2 separate regions of the Arachis hypogaea genome follow, and region 1 is linked to region 2. Evidence: chromatin contacts called from public Hi-C data. All regions are on one chromosome and are shown on one strand. The core of a region is the stretch at or near the end of the contact, and the rest is flanking DNA. Distances in the headings are between cores, read along the strand shown. Region 1 holds the start of LOC112775428 (glycogen synthase kinase-3 homolog MsK-1). Region 2 holds the start of LOC112776299 (protein FATTY ACID EXPORT 1, chloroplastic).

Region 1 (5,190 bases), core at 2,160-4,659, 170 kb before region 2:
TCAACTCTGAGAAACTCCTCCTTAGGTGCTTCCAAAGGCACCCCTAATTTTTAAAGTTGCTATCACAAATACATGGTATTTTCTTATTTACCAAACACAAAACGAGGTATTTGTGCACCTTTTCAAAAAGTTTTACCAAACCAAGCCTAAGTAGAGCAACAATGAAAAAAGTTTACTTATCACAAAAAGATTACCTTGATTATCTCAACAAGCTGATCAACACCACTCTCACCAGGGAATAAAGGCTGGGAAAAGCAAAAAGAAAATCCATTAAATAACCAAACAAAAAAAAAAAACCAAAAGAGCTCATATCAGCAGTCACCAACCTGTCCAAGCAATAACTCAGCTAAAACGCAACCAACAGACCAAACATCAATAGCTGTAGTATATTCAGTAGCTCCAAAGATAAGCTCAGGTGCTCTATAATATCTGGAGCATATATAAGATATATTTGGTTCGCCTTTTACCTGTCAAAGGTCAGATTACAGTAAGATAGGGATAATAAAAAGTAAAAGAGAATGGTCAAAGAGGAAAGAATTAAAGCACATGCAGACGTATATAACATACCAATACTTTCGCACTTCCAAAGTCACAAAGTTTAACTTGATGGGTGTGAGGGTTGACCTGCAAAGATGAATGCTGAATTAGTATCTCTACCAAACCATCCTGACACCAGAGTTGGGTTTGAATTGATAGTTTCCTATCTTTAAGCCACTAAAACACAATCTTAGATATGAAATATGCGAACAACTAAGCCTTGTGACGGTTCATGTGTCCAAGTCATATTGCTCTATTGTAAATCATATTCACTTTTGATGTTTAGACTATTAATATTGAAACATGAGAAGAAAATGATTCAAAAATTAAAAAAAAAAAAGAGATAGCGGATGTATTCAAACATATATAAAAGGCATACCAATAGATTTTGAGGCTTGATATCACGATGGCAAACTCCAATACAACGATGAATATAAGACAATGCCCTAAAGATCTGCAGCATATCACACAAATTGTCACAACACCAACAAGGCAATGGCTGAACATATTAAGGGCAACAAAACATACCTGGTACGTGTATAGCTTCACATATATAAGTGGCATCCTTTGGTTCAACTTGTTGTAATGTTTGATAACACGATTAACTGTTTCAGGAACATACTCGAGAACCAAATTAAGGTATAGTTCATCTTTTTCAGTGGTTGAAAAGAAACAATGCTTCAAAGAGACAACATTTGGATGGTCAAGAAGGCGCATTGTTTGCAGTTCCCGATTCTTGTACCTCTTGTCTTGAAGAACCTTTTTGATAGCCACAGTTTCACCTGTCTCCAAGCATTTAGCCTACATTCATAGTATCATACTCAATATCAGTACTAAAAGGCAACATATATCACAATGTTGAAAATGATAAAACAAGACATATCATCCACCAAACTAGAATTCTTACCTGGAAGACAACTCCGAATGATCCATGCCCTACAACACGCTCTGCCATATAGCTTATAGTCTGAAATATAAAGAAATGTATCAGATTAATGTACACTACTAAAAATCAGAAAATACAGGGTGCAAATTAGAATAGACTACCAAAGAGAACATGTAAACCACACATATGGCATCACCCGATCCCTATAAACATCTCATAAGGCTTTATCAACGAGTAGCCAACTGGTGAAGATACTTCCCAATCACAAGACAGAACACAGACATGTTGAACACACCAAGCAAAATGTTGTGCTACTCATTGTACACTACCAAAATCTTCAGACCGAAAAGAACTTGTTTAAGGATAAATGCAATTTAATCTCACTTCAAATTTCAAAATTCAGCATTTAAAATCATAAGTCAAAACAGATGTAGGAGTGGAATTTGGGGAGAAAAAAGACAATTACAAACAACAATATCAACATGAATAATTGATAATCCACCGTCATCACGCACCACAATATAAGCACAGCACATTAAAATCATTTCAAACCACATTTGACAGTAAGGGAATCAAAGTGAAGAAGGTATATATACCTGCTTTGGCTGACCATTTCTACCACCAATGGTAGTCACAATGATATGCCCCGTCTCTGTTCCATTCCCATTGACAACTGTGGCTTCCATTTCCTAAAGGATTAAGCAAGTTTTAACAAGGTTATCTAACAAACATTACAATCAAACCTGCACTAAAAAAAAATACAGCTATTGTATAATAAAAAAAAAAGGTGACATACTCTATCATCCCTAATCTTCATATCATTCATTTCCTCTGGTAATCTATCAACACCAGCTGCGGCATGACCACTGGGTTCTCTCAAACCTGAAGTTGGTGCAACACCAACAGATGCCATCTTCACTGAAATCCGTTTCTCTTTTTAGCAGCTCACAAAACTACTCGCATAATAATCTTTTACCTGCCCCAAGAAATCAATTACATTAGCAGCATACCGGAAAAAAATATTCTTTTTCGTGTATATATAAACAAAAAAATAAATAAACAATCATGGAAAGCAATTCTGCAGTTGACGGATAGACGTGGAAACTGAATCTCAAATTTAAAGGTTACATCTTTTACAGAGTCAAACAAGCAGGAAAATTAAAATTAGAAAATTAAAAAGAGCATATTTAATAATAACAACAATAAATAAATACAAAACCTAAAAGCTCGTTTTGGGTAAAAAATGAACAACAAAAAACATAAATTTAATGAGCCATCAATCACGCAGAACTCCACACAATACAAACGGAAAGTTCACCATTGAGATCACATACCTCGCCAGAAAAAAAAATAAATAAAAGAAAATCAAATCCCTAACTGAAGATCCCCGTAACAGAAAGCGAAACAGCCCGATCCGAACACAGAACAAAATTAATGTGCAAAACAAACATAGTAAAACCCCAGCATACGTGGAAACTCCAGCATACGTGGTTACATCGATGAGAAAGCGAACCACGGAAATTTTGGGGGTGTAAAAAAAAATTAAAATAAAAAAGCTACGGCATAAATATATACACACAAAAAATGGAGAGAGAAAGAGAGATAGAAGATATACACTCTTCGGAATGGAAAAAAATGGAGGAAGTGGAAAACGAAGCTTGGAAAGGATCAAAAGAAATCCATCAGGTGGTGGTGATTTGGGGATTGGCTTCCCTTTTCTTTTTCTTTTTTTTTTTTTTTCGTATTTTGTGTGAGGAAACAGTTTCTGCCTTTTTGTGTGGTGTGCTAGAATGCGCTGGTGACAGTCAAAGAACAAAACCAGTCATATTTATTTTATTTATTATATTTTTATTTATTTTTTAGTAGTATTAATTTTTGGGGAGGGTGGTGGAAATTTAAAAAAGGAAAAATCTGTGTGTATGTGTGTACTGTATCAGGCCTGGTTTGGTCTTTCTCTTTCTTACTCTTTTGACCGTTCAAAGTTCCAAAGTTCAAACTTCAAAGTCACTTCTATATATGTAACTAAATTGGTAGGGGAAAAAGAATAGATAATAACAATCCAAAATGGATATTACAAGAAAGGGTCCACATGAGACTGGGATTAACCGAGTTTGATTAAATTCGAATTAATTTGAGTATTTTATGGGGGATTTTTTTTAAATAAATAAAATAATATTTTTTTTATTAAAATATACGATTTTAATATTTTTACGAAAATCTATTATATCTTTTATCTCATTTACATGTAAACAAAATAAGAATACATATATTTTATTTAAAATTTGTATCTCGTTTATACTGTAAATAAGATAACACACGAAAAGAATGATATGTATATTTTGTTTACAGTATAAACGAGATACGTGTATTCTTATTTTGTTTACACTGTAAACGAGATAGATAAAGAGTTATTATGTTTACCGTGTAAATGAGATAGGTTACGACAAAGATGGTTGGAATTGAGTTTCAATTTAAAAAAATGTATCGAGATCCAATAGAATATTCTAAGCAATTTGATAGAATTCATCAATTGTGTAGTGTAATGAGTTGGTAATGAATACAATCAAAAAATGAGTTTGGATGTGTCACATCACATGTTGGTATAAAAGAAATTTATAAAAGTGAAAATGTAAGCCTATTTGGGAGTGATGATTATATGGGGTATCTTAAAAGAAAAAAATGACTGAGGGTTCATGTGTGAATGTTTAGTTTGATCATTATCTTGAGGAAGAAATTCATCCTCCAAATGATTCTAACTTTAATATTTTGAAATAGTGGAAGAACAATCAAATGAAATTTAAAGTTCTTGCAAAAATAACCAAGAATATATATGTTATTCCGGTGTCTACTGTTGCTTTTGAATCTGTTTTTAGTACAAGTAGTCGTGTAATTTCTCCTCAACGCAGAAAGCTCAAAGAAAACATAACTAAAACTTTGATTTATGGCCAAAGTTGGTTGTGGACAGCCTTAGAGAATAAAGATGATATGTTACTTAATATCCATTTATATTAATTTTGTACTTAATACTAATTAATTTAGTAATTGCTATTTCTTTTGATTTTTAAGATTGAATCTTGACCTTCAAATTTTTTATGATGATGAAGATGTAGAAAGTGATCAAAGATAAGATTGAAGACTCTTTTATATTTACTAATGTAATTTTTTTTATTATAGTGTCAAATTTATAGTAATCAACATTAACTTTTTTTAATTTCAAGTTATTTGATATTGTATGAATTTTATGTTTGTATTTTAATTTAAGTATAAATTTAAGTTTTTATCTTAATTTATATATGAATATGTAAAAATTAAAATATTATTTAATTTTTATAAAAACGGATAGAAATAGAACAAATTAGACTAAAGCAGTCTATTGTAAGACAGGTAGTAGTAGAATAAAAAGAGAATGAGACAAAATCAGATAAAACAAAAACTCGTCCTTATCCACCTTATTGCCACTCCTATCAATTAATAAAACAGATAAATTAAAAATTGTTATTTTTTATAAACATTATTTTAAATATGAAATTACTTCTGTTTTCATAAGTAAAAAAAAAAATAACCAAACTAAAAATTGAAATTTTCAAAAAATTTAAACGTCATTTTCTTCTTTCAAGCGCAAAATCAATTATTCTTTGCAAATCGGTGGCTCAAATTAACCCTACCATTTTATGCATGTAGCTCTGTTACTAAATAAAGTGTGTAATTCCATTAACAATTTAGAGCAAAACTTTTTATGGGGATCTAGGCTAGGGGTTAGAAAAATT
Region 2 (4,707 bases), core at 1,246-3,745:
GCCTCTCCAGACACATAACAACTGATAACTATATGACATATGCTTGCTGTTTTAGTATTGATACCAAACAATTGCTCTAGTATGTTTTCATTTAGCAAAAAGTACATTACTTATGCAGCGCAAGCATGTTTATAAGTTATAACTTACTATAAAAGTCTAGCACCATCCCCCACAATCTCAAAGGACAGGAGTGGCATATTCAATTAAAGCATATAGATTCACTATGATTTCCACTAAGTTCAGTGAAACAATACCTATATGCAAAGATCAGAGCTCGAATATAATCGAACAAATTGTAAGGCAGGAGTTCCATTAGGAAGGAACATCTTCAACACTAAATATAGTGATGAACTAATCCATGAACCTTCCAAACGTAAAAAGGTGAATTCTCCATTTAATCAGACAAAAAAGGCAATTATCCTGTGATTGCTACTTAAGTAGAATCGATTAAAATATTATATATTCTTGACGCAAGAATTCAACTAGGCAAGCTATGATTTTGGGAAGCCTTTCTTTAGATCTGAGTAATTTGATTTGAATCTATGGACATTACTGACAAAGAACAAAATGCACAAAATCTAAAGACATTTGCATGCAATCCGAGCTAAATTCTGAAACTCAGCTAGTTAGCTATCTATCTCCTTTAAAAATAAAAAAAAAACCTAAGAATTTGAAATTGATAGATGTTGAATAGAGTTAGAGAAGGTGTTGAAGAGTAGAGAGAGAGTGTGTGAGACCTTGGAGCGAACGGAAGGAGATGGAAGGTGGAAACGTCGAAGCAGTGTGCGGTGAGAGTGAAGGGAGGCGGAGCAAGAGAGCTGAGGGTGAATGTGAGAGACAGTAGCAGCCATAGCCGTAGCTGATGTCATCTGATCCCGGCCACCGCAACAGTTGATTGGAATTGAAATTGGGAAAATCACACACAAGGTTCTGAAAACCGAAGTGACGAACTGGTAATCAAACCGTTCAAGCTATTAGTTCATCGGTTTACTAGTTCAACCAATTCAAGTGTGGTTCAACCAGTATAGCTGTTTTATAATAAAATAATGATTAAAATATAAATAAATACATTAAAACATAATTTAATCTAATATAAATCTTAAAATATCATTCAAATTAAAAAGTATTATATCAACCAAAATGTTACAATCTCATCCAAATACAAATTCAAAAGTCAAATAACAAAAGAAATAACCAAATATAAAATGGCAACAACAAAAAATTAGTTAAAAATTTAGCAACCCAACAATCAAAAGGACAAGAACAGGAACAAGAATTCTACCACACTGTATATAACTATATATTCTTTATATAGAACCAGCATCTTAGAGAAGTTCATTTAAGCCAAACGCAGGCTTATATATATTCAGAATAAGAAAGAAAGCCTTCAAATCAGAAGAATTTGTATTACAATAACAACAAGAACAATTAAATACAGCAACCCAACATTCGCTTATAGACAACATAGTGAACAATTAAAAATTTAAAACAAGTTAAAAGTGATGGAAGAATATTATATTGTGTTAGCTAGGTAAACATCATAAGAATATATAACAACTGATTGGCAGCAAAGAATGAGTGCACTGATTGGAGCTGAGGAGGCTCAGCACTTAGTGAATGCCTTCATGGGTCAGATGATATCCGCGGATCTGCGGCATTTATCTAATTCAAGATATCTAATTCTTTTAGACATATAAACAATAACAGCAGCATCACACAACAACTGAACAAGTAATATTACAGAGAACTAAATTATAAAATCCTACACTCTTTTGGATTTCATACTTCTGAGTTTTATATACTCTTCTAGTGGTACTAGCACTGACTTAGAAACTGCCAAAAACAGTTAGTTTATATCCACAACCAATCCACAATTATTCACAATTCACAGTTCAATTAGTTTAGAAACTGCCAAAAACAATTATTCACAATTCACCGTTCAAATGATCTTCACAACATTCAAATGATCTTCATAAAAAAATTACCGGCAGTCCTGAACAATGAAGCCTGATTCGATGAAAGGAGGATGGCGAACCGATCAGAACGGAGGACGGCGATGTGGCAGGAACTCAGTACGGCAAGGCGGCAAGCAGGAGGACGTCAAGGCGGCGAGAACAGAGGACCACGGACTGACTACGGGAACTGAAAGGAGGACGGAGATGTGACAGGAACTGAGTACGACTGAGGGCGAGAATGCGAGGCAGCGAGGCGGCGAAAACGTCTGAACCACGAAGAGGGAGCGATGAACGCGAGGAACAGTGGCGAGAGGAAGAACGCGACGAAGAGGGATGAACGCAAGGAAGACGGGCAATCTCCGCCGAGCAGTCTCCGGTGGTGGTCAAGGAAGAAGGGGTGGCCGAGTGGTGTCTCTGATCTCTGGGGGTGGGTGAGGAGGGGGAAGGGTAGAGTGCAGCACCTACAAGAGGCTGAAATGTGAAATGAGGATTGTTTAGGCTCAAGTAACATTTTAAAGAAGAGTGGTTTAGGGGGTGAATACTCAAAATAGTTTCTAAAGGGGTTAACTACCAAAAATATCATCAAATTATTTAAATGCTCAAAAAAATATATTTGAATTTTATTATTTTAAATAATTTAAAAGGTAAAGCATACTTTTTGTTCTTAAAATTTAACAAAAGTTTTAAAAATATTCATAAATTTTATTTTGTTTTAATTTTGTGCTAAAACTTTTTTATTTGCATCAAATATATTCTTGACGGCTAATTTTTCAAAAAATTTAAGATTAATTCAACAACAATTTCATAAGAACAACCCTCAACACAAGCAAATTAAACATAATTTTTATGCATTATTGTTAGATTGGTTTTAAATTTTTTGAAAATTTAGCCGTTGATTGTATATTTGATGCAAATCGAAAATTTTTGGAACAAAATTAAAATAAAATAAAATAAAACTTAAAGGTATTTTTAAAACTTTTGTCAAATTTAAGGACAAAAAGTATATTTTATCTTAATTTAAAAACACAACAAAAATACCCAACAGTAAATATATATTTTCAAAAAATATCTTAAAAATTGAATTTTGATGTAATTTTTTGCAAGCATGATTATAAAAATAAAATATTATTATACTTAAAATTTAGTGATTTTTCGTTAAATATATATTTTTTATAATTTTTTGTTAACAACCAATAATACTTTTAAAAAATCACAAAATAATATATACTTAACAAAAAAATTACCAAATTTTAAAAATAATAATATCTCATTTTTCTAATTATATTTACAAAAAATTGTATCAAAATTCAATCTCTAGTGTATTTTTTGAGAAATACATATTTAATGTTAGTTTTTTTGCAAGATTATCTAACATTAAATATGTATTTCTCAAAAAAATACATTAGAGATTGAATTTTGATATAATTTTTTGCAAGCATGATTAAAAAGATGAGATATTAATATCCTTAAAATTTGATATTTTTTGTTTAGTATATATTTTTTTGTAATTTTTTTGTTAACAACTAATAATACTTTTAAAAAATCACAAAATAAATATACTTAGAAAAAAATCACAAAATTTTAAGAATAATAATAATATCTCATTTTTTTAATTATTCTTGCAAAAAATTACATCAAAATTCAATCTCTAAAGTAGTTTTTGAAAATATATATTTACTGTTGGACATTTTGTCGCGTTTTTAAATTATTTAAAGGCATTTTTGTCGATAGTAAAATTCAAATGCATTTTTTGTCAGCGTTTGAATAATTTAGAGACATTTTTTGTGGTTAACCCAAAAATTTGATTCTCAATTCAATTTAGCTTTTAAATTTTTAACTGATTCAAATTGAGTTAAATTTTATTTTGATTTCTGAAAATGGTAAGTTATACTGATTTAGTCTCTAACTTTTTAATTGCTATCATTTAGTTTTAAAATTTAAAAAAGTGTATTAATGTAGTCTCTCGTGTATTTTCCGTTGTTGAAACTTAACGTTATTAGTGACATAGCTCAAGTCTTGCTACACTAGACATATTAAAACGACGTTGTACTTATTTTGGCGCTAAAGAAGGCACTAAATGATATTATTTTAAGGTTTGAACAATACTAAAATATTACCTTCCCTTTTGAACAATATTAATTATTAAACTTCTCAAACGACGTCGATTAGTGCCTTCTTTAGTGCCAAAATACGTATTGTATCGTTTTAATATGTCCAACGTGGCAAGGTTTGAGCCATGTCACTAACGGTGTTGAGTTCCAACGACGAAAAATACACGAGAGACTATATTGGTGCATTTTTTTAATTTGGGGAAGAAATTGTAACAATTGAAAAGTTAGGGACTAAATCAGTGCAACTCGCCAATCTCAAGGATCAAAGTGGGGCTTAACTCGACCCAAATTGTGCCCTAAACTAAAACTTTAATGCATGACTCAAGTTGGTCTCTCCGTCCATTTTCGTTACCGGAGAGATGACATGGCACAATTAAACGATGTCGTTTTGCTGTTTGCGCCTAAACGACGTTGTTTTACTCTTCTCCCTCTTCTTCTTCCTCCTCCTCAATATTTGAACCTCCCACCACCTCATTGTCACCACTCTCAATCATACCTTTCCAACCCCACCACCCTCACCACCACCACCACCACCCTTCTCCTCCTCCTCATCTCTCCTTCCTCTTCTTCTTCCTCCTCCTCAATTTGATCAGTAAATCCTTTCTCTTCCTCTTCCTTCCTTTCTCCCCTTCTTCTAATCA

Evidence for each region. Hi-C and Micro-C count contacts between places; a contact is called where the count stands out from the background.
Region 1: a Hi-C map of leaf shows a contact between it and region 2, with 2.0 times the contacts expected there. The contact joins the promoter of LOC112775428 here to the promoter of LOC112776299 in region 2. A contact is called at or near these places in 3 of 8 Hi-C or Micro-C datasets (leaf and an unstated tissue).

Annotation. Positions count from the first base shown.
Region 1 is chr19:29,570,537-29,575,726 of arahy.Tifrunner.gnm2.J5K5, reverse strand. LOC112775428 (glycogen synthase kinase-3 homolog MsK-1) reads right to left here and starts at 3,409. Exons shown (of 13, transcript XM_025819031.3): 1 at 3,039-3,409; 2 at 2,220-2,399; 3 at 2,020-2,112; 4 at 1,445-1,504; 5 at 1,066-1,338; 6 at 917-991; 7 at 568-624; 8 at 327-467; 9 at 195-245. The coding sequence starts at 2,336.
Region 2 is chr19:29,402,919-29,407,625 of arahy.Tifrunner.gnm2.J5K5, reverse strand. It overlaps LOC112776299 (protein FATTY ACID EXPORT 1, chloroplastic), which reads right to left and starts at 2,495. Exons shown (of 7, transcript XM_072227528.1): 1 at 1,986-2,495; 2 at 738-950; 3 at 1-28. The coding sequence starts at 869.